Linked DNA regions of Mus musculus: region 1 is linked to region 2. The links are chromatin contacts, called in public promoter capture Hi-C maps. All regions are on one chromosome and are shown on one strand. Each heading gives the region's core, a stretch centred on a gene start, on an enhancer-like site or on the middle of the called end of the contact. The rest is flanking DNA. Distances are from core to core; before and after follow the strand shown.

Evidence for each region. Promoter capture Hi-C pulls out the DNA fragments that hold promoters and counts their contacts.
Region 1: a promoter capture Hi-C map of stem cell-derived epiblast-like cells shows a contact between it and region 2, with 3 times the contacts expected there. The contact joins the promoter of 1810008I18Rik here to the promoter of Tarsl2 in region 2. A contact is called at or near these places in 2 of 39 promoter capture datasets (liver and stem cell-derived epiblast-like cells) and 1 of 115 datasets of contacts at active chromatin or transcription factors (pancreatic cancer cells).

What each region holds. Positions count from the first base shown.
Region 1 is chr7:65,800,798-65,805,915 of GRCm38.p6, forward strand. 1810008I18Rik (RIKEN cDNA 1810008I18 gene) reads left to right here and starts at 2,240. Exons shown (of 3, transcript NR_167723.1): 1 at 2,240-2,352; 2 at 3,229-3,535; 3 at 5,017-5,118. Gm51485 (a long non-coding RNA gene) reads right to left here and starts at 1,553. Exons shown (of 3, transcript XR_003946789.1): 1 at 1,358-1,553; 2 at 629-851.
Region 2 is chr7:65,643,622-65,648,774 of GRCm38.p6, forward strand. Tarsl2 (threonyl-tRNA synthetase-like 2) reads left to right here and starts at 1,277. Exons shown (of 19, transcript NM_172310.2): 1 at 1,277-1,593; 2 at 2,632-2,700; 3 at 3,857-4,047. The coding sequence starts at 1,324.

The DNA.
Region 1 (5,118 bases), core at 990-3,489, 160 kb after region 2:
CTCAGGTACCAGCTGCCTCCCAGGCTGGCCAACCACCTGGCCCAGTCTCCTGCATCCATGGCTAGCACACTCAGTGAGGCTTATGCACATAGTAGGTGCTCAGACTACAGGAAGAATGAAGGGGGGGGGCTTCTTATGCCTGGACTCCAGCGACCTCTGTGGGTGACTCTTCCTTCTTCTGACTCAGCACACCTCTAAAACCATGGGAGCCTAAAGATGTCCACTCTCTCATTTTTCAATAACCGATGGCTAATACAGATTGTCAAGTTGACAGAATTTAGAGTCACCTAGCAGAGAGGCTTCTGGGTGTGCCTGTTGGGGGTTGTCCTGATTAGGTAAACTGAGGTAGGGAAGTCAACCCACCTTTACTGTGGGCTGGAATCCTAGACTGAATCAAAAGGAGAAGGTTAGCTGAGCACCAGCAGCCATGCCTTCCCATTTCCTGACCCCAGATGCATGCAACAAGCCACCCTAAGGTCCTACTGCCCTGACTTCCCGGAACGACACCCTTAAATTCTGAGCCAAAATAAATCCCTGTTCCCCTCAGGTGTTGTTTGTTTGTTTGTTTTGGGTTTGGTCAGGTATTTTATCACAGCAATGGGGAAAAACAGCTAAGCAACAACCAGACCTGGTTTCTATTTGAACCCCTGATTCTACTTGATAATGGAGAACTCCTGTCAGCCAGGGCTTAGTTGCATCCTCTGTTCTGATCAGTTCCGAAGGGCACGGCAGGGATACAGTGGTCCTGTGAGTGTGTCTGGTCACTCATCCGAGCATGAGGACGGCCACTGCTTCAGGAAGATGAGTTGCCACCATGCCACTTCAAGGAAAGGGTCATTTGTGTTCCGTGCCTGAAATTCAGACCATGATAAAAACCCCTTCCAGATTTGCCGTCTCCAACGCTTGAATACACCAAGCACCCCCATGCTGCCCTCTTGGGCATGCTGCTGAATTTTGATTGATGTGTCCAATTCTAGGACAACTGAGCCCATCAGGGTGCTGAAGAGGGGACAGCAGAAGGAGCACCAGGGTAGGCTGTGTGTTAAATGAGCAAGCCATGACAGACAAGCCAAGCACTGTGCAGGGGCATGCCTGCTAGGATTGAATAAGCTTTTAGCCAGGGAAGGATACAACCCTTAAACAGCAAAGCAAGGACACCCCTGGCTATGTCCACCAGGTCTCCTAACTGCAAAGCAGTCTGGTTACCATCCAGGAGGGAACATGATAAGAGGATTCAAAGTGGCCTGTCTGTAACTGACTACTGAATGGCTTCAAGAAAGAGACGCCCCCCCCCCCCCACCATGTTACAGTACTACTCTGAAGCTAGAAACGTTTGCCTACTAAGAAAACACAACACCTTGCCTTGGTGAGTTCAAAAGAAAAGAGGACTTCTTCAGTTCACTGTCGCAAAGACCCAAGGACGAGAGACTGTATTGAGTGGTGGCTTTCTGCTGGCAGAGTCCCAAGCAGCAAGGGATCTCCCCCCAAAAGGCAAGGGCCATGCATGCTTCAGTCCAGTGAAGGCCTCACTGCTGGCTACACTGTGTCTGCCCTCTAACACTTACTTCACAATGGGGACAAAATTCCAACCTGAGTTGGGAGGTAGAGGAAGTTGTGTTGAAACCGTAGCAACAATCAAAATAAAAAAAAAAAAAAGTTCACATGACTAATTGATGACTCAGTGGCCGTGGATGTCTCTAGATCCCATTGGCCAGCATTTAGCTAAACTAGAACCTTAGCCGATCATTTCATGTTCCTTAGTCATAATCTCTTCAACGTTCCTTCAGATTTCTAGTATCCAGAGCTACTCAGTGAACAGAAAAAGTTTAATGACTATGGTTTTAGTACTCTAGACAGCGTGTGCCAACTGTCCTGAGAAGGAATGAATGTGTGTGTGTGTGTGTGTGTGTGTGTGTGTGTGTGTGTGTGTGTGTGTGAAATCACGTACTAAATATCTACCCAAACTTTAGCTCTTATATACTAGATTTTATTTTATTTTAACAGATATTGTTGTGCAGGCCCCAGTTCTTCTCTAGCTTTTCCAGAGCGCGCCTCCCTGCTCCATCTTTCTCTTCTCTTGACCAGGTGTGCAAACAATTAGAAGGGCTCAATAGGTCAGGGCCATCTGTGGTTTTTACCAGTTGGCAGTGGCATGCGGGGAGGAGGCCAGGGTTGTGGGTCTAGGGTTGGGCAACTTTGTAACAAACATATTAGATGATGCAACGGGGCACAGGCTTCTGAAAGGCACACGTGGTCTCAACTGTGGCACCTTGGAAACAGCCTACGAACTCAAAGGTGACGTTTTTTTCCCTTGGGCTTGAGCTGGGCTTTCTGGTAGAGTGCAGCCGAGGAGTAAGTTGGATCTGTGTGGGGTTTTAACTAATGTGCCCAAGTAAGTTGGGAAGTGGTTGTCATAGCAGCAGGGTAGCCATGAGACTTGAGGCAGTTGTAGGTAAAAGCCAAGCTCATGGAGGTAGATGCTGTAATGAACAAAGGGCCTATCTATCTACCAACCCTGCAAACAGGCTAGCTTATTAATTATAGACAGCCCAGTCTGGTGTCCCAGGAGGCCCCGGTGTGAATTGAGGGACATAGCAAGCCAGTTTGGGATCCAGTTCCTCTGCTCATCAGCACCTGGCTTCATGCATGGTGTCTGCCCAGGAGGGTGGATGAGGCCAGGATAGCCTGGCCAGGGTCTGCAGGAGTGAGGGCTGATGATCTTGCCAGCAGCCACCTCCCAGGCCCAGCTGCAGGGCTGGGCTTCCTGAAAACTGTGAGTCTGGAGCAAGACAGCTGACCCCTGCCTGCCTGTTTACAGTTTTCACAGGGCTCTGGGGACAGCTGTGGCCTCCCCACCCCTGTGGCCTCATGGTGGTGATGTGGGGGGGGCCCTACTGGAGCGGCTGGGATTTAGGAACATCATCAGCTGTTCAAGAGCTACAGTCTCCCCATAGCTTTCAGCAAATAGTGGGTGTTAGTTCATATCTCCTGTAAACAGTTGTATTCTCGGTGGCTGCCCGGCTCCGGTTAAATATTAACAAAGAACGGCCCCCATGGCCACTCCTGGGGTGTCTGTTTTAAATATTTAAGTAATTGCTCTTTCCCGTCCCTGAATGACATTTTGGCTAAATTTTCTGTAACTGCTGTTGTTCCTCTGGTTATTAAATTGTGTAAAATGCCCACCCCTTCCTCTCTCCCTTCCTCTCTTCTCCCTCCCTCTGTAAACAGCTGTCTCATTCACCGCCAGTCAAAACACCCTGGGACATCCTGGGGCCCAGAGTATCCTGCAAGGCTCATGTGTGACCTCCTGGGAAGCAGGTGGCTATTGAGCTTGGCAGTCTCTCCCCAGGATGCGGCAGAGGGGCTCACCTTGGTGCGCCAAGAAGAGCAGCTGAGCTGTGCTGAGTTGGGTCTGTCTCCATCCAGTATTTGTGGTAACCACAGGCTTCGGGATAGTCTGCTTCTACCTGGGCACAGCTGTGGAAACTTCCTCGGGCCTTAGATTTTGCATCGTTAGGGATCCGCACCCAGGCAGGTTAGTTCCTCCTTCCCAGGTAAGGCATGGGATGGCTGTGCCACTGAAGCCTTGTCTTAAGAGCTAGGTTCTTTCTCTCCTTTCCTTTCCACTCCATGGAAGGAGCGGGGGGGGGGGGGGGGGGTAGAAGGACGAGGGTGACCTTTTTCCTGCTTGGGTCAAAGAAGTCTAGCTCTAATTTATGAGACTCCAAGACAACCTTGCATTTCTGAAGAGCTAGTGAGATCACCTGAAGAATAAACTAATTTAAAGTCACTTCCACTTACCCCAAAGACTACCATGCAGATCTTAGCATCGAATGAATTCCATCCTTAATATTTTAAAGACCTTTTAGTACTTAAAAAACAAAATAAAGGGGTGATTCCAATACTATAATTCCTGGTAGGGCACCAGGGTGGACCCTCGGGACACTTCCTGTTGGAGGAGCCTGATGTAGCACTAGAGTCTCATGGGAAGTCGTGAGTCCCCAGATGCATGGCATCTCTGCATTCTCACTTTCCTCCTTTCTACATGGAGGAAATAGTAGTTCTGACTTCAGAATTGTTAAGATCGACAACTTGGACTTCGTGAGTGATACAACGTGCCTGCACAGTACTGCCTCAACCAATGAGCTAGCTACTGCTGAAACTAACCAGGAGGGAATGCTGAGGGAGAGCATGAGTCAGTCCCCAGGCCACCCTGTGGCCCAGAGACAGAGTCATTAGTTGTTGGGACGTTTGAAAGCAGGATTGCCAGCCAGAAGTCAAATGGACATGTAGGGGCTGAAGAGGGGTCAGTGCCTGCAGCTCTGCGCATGTCAGAGCGATGCAGCTCTGCGCATGTCAGAGGGAAGCTCAGGGATAGCGCCTCATCCCTCAGAACCTGGGGCCACAGGCAAACCGACTGGTGGGGCAGAGGGGAAGTACTTAAGAGCAGGACTAAGTAGAAGTCTGTTTGGGGCTCTGCTCAGTCATTTACCCTTGGCTACCCAGACACGGGATGGTAACAGCCAGCCGTGGCCTCCACCCCACCCTCAGACACTCTAAGAGACACTGGACCTGCTTTCCAAGAACTAACTAGTCTTTCAGTATGAGTGGATTTTATATAATGGGGTAATGATCAAAGCCCACCTCAGCATCACCCATAGCGCTCTGGAGGGCGTTGAAACGTGGGGTAGATGGGCCTCACCTGAGCTTGTTGATACAGAGGGATCCAGACCAGTGGTTCTTACCTCGTGGGTCGTGACCCTTCTGAGGGTCATATATCAGATATCCTGCACATCAGGTATTTACATTACAATTCATAACTGTAGCACGATTATAGCTGCGAAGTAGCAACAAAATAATTTTGTGATGGGGGGGGGGTCAAAACAACATGAGGAACTATATTAAAGGGTCATAGCATTAGGAAGGTTGAGAACCTCTGCTCTAGATGCTAGAGTGAAGATAAGAATTTACATTTCTGATTAGTTCCTGTATCGGTTGCTATTCTCCTTCTCACAGATGGACTGCCTCTCCTTTGACTTCCCGCCTGTTATGCTTGGGACTACTGCAGAAGCTTAGCCCCTTCTGATGTTTGTGTATGACAATCTACAGGCCCAGTCC
Region 2 (5,153 bases), core at 27-2,526:
CTTCTTGCTCATGGTTATAAGAGAAACAAAGTCATGTGTGAACTTATTACTGGAGTCTTTAGAGTCAAAGCCTGGCTTCTGGAAGTTTCAACGACATAAGCTCAGCTAACCCTCTGAAACATGCCAATTAAAATGACAGTTAACAATAAAAAGCAGAGAAAGGAGATTTATTCATTGTGGTTACAGTGGGAAGATGAACAGCTACAGGGGTTCAGCCACCTACCCCAAGCCCGTCATTGGGGTGCTAATATGAGGTTTAAGTTTAAGTAGAGGCCAGTGGTGGAGGTGTGGCTCCATCATCGGCTTAGTTCCAGTCTGTCCAGCAATTCCTAGGGCAACTCCTCCCCCAGGGGGCAGCAGGGCTTCAGCCCTTTCCTGCTCCAGGATGAGAGCTTAATTCTTTGCGGACCACTGTTTCCAAAGTCCGATAGCACAAATGTTTCTACTTAAAATAATCTTAAGACAGTTATAAACAGCATTTGCTCTAGACTCAAATAGTGAACAATGTTGTGCTGGCCAGGCTGAAGTTTTTGTAGTGCTCTTCTGTGTGTCCTTGCCAAGTGCCACTGTATTTGCACAGCCTTGGCATGAAGGTCTATTTTCAATGGCCGCTTTTCAGAACCTGTTTGCACAGTGTGGTGACTGCAAGAATTTAAGAGGGGAATGAAAGAAATCCATCAGGCTTTGCTAACGGTTTGGACAATCTGGTCAAGAGACGCACCTCCTCTGGGCTTCAATATCTCAAACTCCAGTTTCATTAGACTGAACACACTTCCAGTAGCACCTGGACATGCCTCCAAACGCTAAAGATGCCCATCCGGTGGTCCCACTCCTGCTGCCTAGGTCCAGAGCGTAGTTCTCAATCCTGCAGTGCACCCAACATTGGCCGTGTTCCTGCCCGTGCTCCCTGCCACACTCCCCTGCCCATTTTCCTTGTTTTATGAAGCATTGCTCAGCCGTCTCATCTTCCCCAGCGATGATGCCGCGCTGTCTCATCGCTTCTCCTCTGAAATGATGCCTACCCTTGCCCCTCCCATCACTCCTGCCCCGCCCTTCATTATCCTATAGCCCGCCCCTCTTCTTTGCCCATCGCCTGGCCTCTGCACAGTTGCCCCGATATGGCCCCGCCTCTTGCCCGTGCATCGCTCCGCCCCATGCAGGGATACCCAGCTCCAGCCCCGCCCCTCTTCCTCCATCGCCCCGCCCCATATAGTGATGCACCCCCACTTCACCCCGCCTCCCGAAGTCCTTCAGCTCCGCCCCGCCCCGTCTCCTTGTCACTCTGGCTGGGCTGGCGGGCTCAGGTGGCACAGGGAAGCTACCATGGCGGCCCAGGCCCTGGCGGCTCAGGCGGTGGCCTCGCGCCTGCAGCGGCAGGAGGAGGACATCCGCTGGCTGTGCGCGGAGGTGCAGCGCCTGAGGGACGAGCAGCTGCGCGGGCCCGAGCGGGGCCAAGCCGAGGGCCCGCGCCTGACACGCGAGGTGGCACAGCTCCAGGCGGAGAACCGCGACCTGCACCAGCGCCTGTGTGGCCTGCGGCTGCGCCTGGCGGAGCAGCGCCGCACCGAGGCCGGGCGAGCGGCGGCGCACGAGGTAACCGGCGGCCCAGGAGTACGCACTCAGCGGGTTCCAATTCTGCACCCGGGTGCGGACAGGGCTGCAGGGTGTGTCCCCGCCCGCGCCCTGCCCACTGCCCACGGCCTGGGGAACCGCTAGGTTTCCACCAACCTCCTAACTGACCAGCTGGTATAATTTCTCAGCTCTTCATTGGACAGACTGCAAACAACATTTTTTCCCTCCAGTAGCAGATCAAACTGAGGTGCATGCCTCTAATCCAGAACTCTGGAGGCTGAGGCAGGAGGATGGCTGAGAATTTAAGGCCCGCCTGGAGTAAATATTGAGAATCAGGTCGGCCAGGGCAATATGAGAAGACGCTGTCTCAAATAAAAACTTTTTAAAAGGCCGCTTCAGTGTTTAAGAGTCACAGTATCCTTGGAGAAGAGGACCTAACAGTTTCTATTCTCTCTGCTGGCTGGTTCTGTGCTATCTGAAGACAGGTTATTTTTACTGTCTTATTTTGGTGGTTTGCTTTGAGGCCTATATGTGATCTGTATATTTAACAGAAGTATTTGATTACAGTATTTTCATGTTTTAGAAGATTATTAAGTAACAAATTAGAAGAATTTTTTTTCTAAGTTCTAAAGGCTTTCTAAAACTGAGGGGTTTTTGGTTTTTGTTTTGTTTGTTTGTTTTGTTTTTGCTCTGGCAACATCTAATGAAATAGTGCAATGAATAAGAGTCTGGTGGCAGCCACAATTTCCAGTGACATTATTTGTTTAAAGTTTAGGGAAGAGTGACAGAGAGACACAGAGACTGTGTGTGTTGCAGGCTATGGGACCCATGGCCTTGTGAATACTGGGCAGTGCTCTATTACTGAGCTACACCCCCAGTTTTAATGTGCTCGGACAGATAGGGCTGAACTCTGAAACCAGATCCCTGAGGGTTATAAGTAGATCCTGGTTCCCACAGCCCAGCCGGGACTCTCCAACCATGGGCCCTGCCGTGAGCTCTCTGGGTTTCCTCCTTCCCCGGGTTTCTCATGTACTGCTCTTGCCTCCCATTATCTTTCAGCCTCCTACCCAAAACCAAGAGAAGGACACAAAGAAGAAGAGGCTGAAGCAGAGTGAGCCTGGCCGGGAGGTAAGTCGCTGCTGTAGAAATGGAATGTTCACTAGTAATCCTGGGTCTGCGGGACGTAGGGTAAGGACATAGTTACTGGTGAAATTGTCTGGACCACACCAGTAACCTCTTAGAGTCAAGTTAGCCACTGGCTCAAGGGCTCTCTACTCTTTTCCTTCTTTCTTTTCTCTTTCTTTTGTTTTAGTTTTTTCTTTTTTTGTTTGTTTGTTTTTTGTTTTTTCTTGAAACAGGCCTTCTCTGTCCCTCTTACCTAAGGTCTTTGAATACTATACCCATGGACATTTCTCTCTCCCACTATTTACAGTGTATCTATGCAATGTTACATGGTGTAGCAAGGCTTTGGCTGTCCTGACACTCTCTCTGTCAACCAGGATGGCCTCAGAGTCACAGAGATCTACCTGCCTTTGCCTCCCAAGGGCTGGGATTAAAGGGTGGGCCACCACCACCCACTTTCTCCACGTTTTTTAAAGGTGAAATAATAGAGTTCTGACGTCATATTTCCTGCTTCTACCAGCAAGGGTTTATAGAGACCCAGCACTTGTTAGGCCCAAAGGAGGAGTACCTAGCCTCAAAGGTACTACTCTGGCTATAGAGGTCAGACAGACTAAGGACAAACAAGTAGAGGTAGACTGAGATATGGCACAGGCAGCCCCCAATGTGCACATACATGTTCTTCACTTGTGGATTTTAAAATCTGAAAACACTTGGGGAAAAATGCCCTGTACTGACTGACTTTTTTGATCATCATTCCCCCCAAACAGTACAGTATAACAGCTATTTTCCGAGCATTGCATTTTGCTTTTTATTAATCTAGAGATGACTTAAAGCATATGGGAGGATGTGAGAAGATGTGCTAAAACTGTGTGACTTTATTAAGGACCTGAGCATCCACGGGGCTCTAGGAATCCAGTTCTCGGGATACCAAGGGTTGTCTATTAAGAAGTGCTACACTGTATATATAATATTGCATAAATATACAGTCAGTGGTGGGAGAGGGATACGTCCATGAGTGTAGTATTCAGAGACACTAGGTAAGAGGGGAAGGGCTGCTGGAGGGGACATCAAGAGAGGGGGAGCATGCGGAGAGGTGAAGTAGGACCCGCTGAGCCAATAGCTCCGTGGGCTGAGTCCTTAACGGTATGCTAATGACTTTCAGGTGAAGCAACCGAATTTTATAAAAGAGAGATTGCAGCTTTTTGAAACATTGAAGACAGATCATCAACTGTTACCTGCTACTCAGGAAAAGAAGAACACAAACAACGTGATTTCAGTGAGGGTGGCTGGTGGGAAGACAGTGCAAGGAGAAAGGTGGAAAACAACACCTTATCAAGTGGCCGCTGGAATTAGGTAAGGCCCGCCCCCTTGCCGACGCCCCGCCCCCGCCAGACGCATGCGCACAAGCATACATACCTGCCCACAGACTCCTTGTTCGTCTATTTTCCTCCCTACCTGTTTGTTTGAAGCACATATACTCCAGCATTAAGTAATTGTGCCAGAGCCCGTTGAAAGGTTTTATTGACACTAAAATATTTTTTCCCTTATTCAGCTGAGTTAAATATAATGACTATTTTCCCCTGACTCCTAAGAAGACAACATTAATTGTATACGGGATCATGATCCCTTCCTAGTTAAAAAGTCCGAATTTTAAAGTTCTAATAAAAATACGTACTAGAGAAAAGAAATCTGTACCCTTTACAGTACTTTATTCATACACTAAGTAATTTCCATACACTAAGTAATTTCCATGCATTTTACAGTTTTTCAAATTGAAAATTGAAAATGTAAGATGACACTGTTATCTGTCATGGTACCTGTCTTTCTTAGGAAATAGAGGCATTAATGAAGTCTTGCTTAGAGGCAGTTTCTTCTTGTCTTATATGCTTTCTGTTGCTGTAATAAGCGTGATTACCAAAAGCCACTTGGGGAGGGAAGGGTTTATCTGGCTTACAGGTTAGGATCCATTGTGAAGGGAAGCCAAGGCAGGAACTCAAGGCATGGAACTGGAGACAGAAAGGAAGCCAAAGATTTACTGGAACCCCTACATCACAAGCCCAGTCTGGAACCCAGAAGACTCACATTTCACAAGGGGCCTACAAACACTGGTCCAAACAAGAATAGCATGACTATGCCAGCCAGTGTTCCCCAAAGGACAAGAATCAAGAAAGCCATGGTTACAGTTGGCCCCAGAGAGCAATCTCTATATAGTTCTTTCCCAGGGGTGAGATCCCTTGGCTACATAACAACAATGTGGTGAAGCACAAAAGAACAATTTTAGGAAGGAATCCAGTGATAGAATAGAGAAAAAGGAAAAAGGTGTGAGGTTCTAAGCATTGAGTATATATTATACTAACAGTGCCAAAAGAAAAAGAATGAAAACCCACGCATAAAGTCAGGTTACAGCTACTGATAAGCCAAGGACTAGCCTTGACTTGAGAGGGGTTCTAAGAGATGGG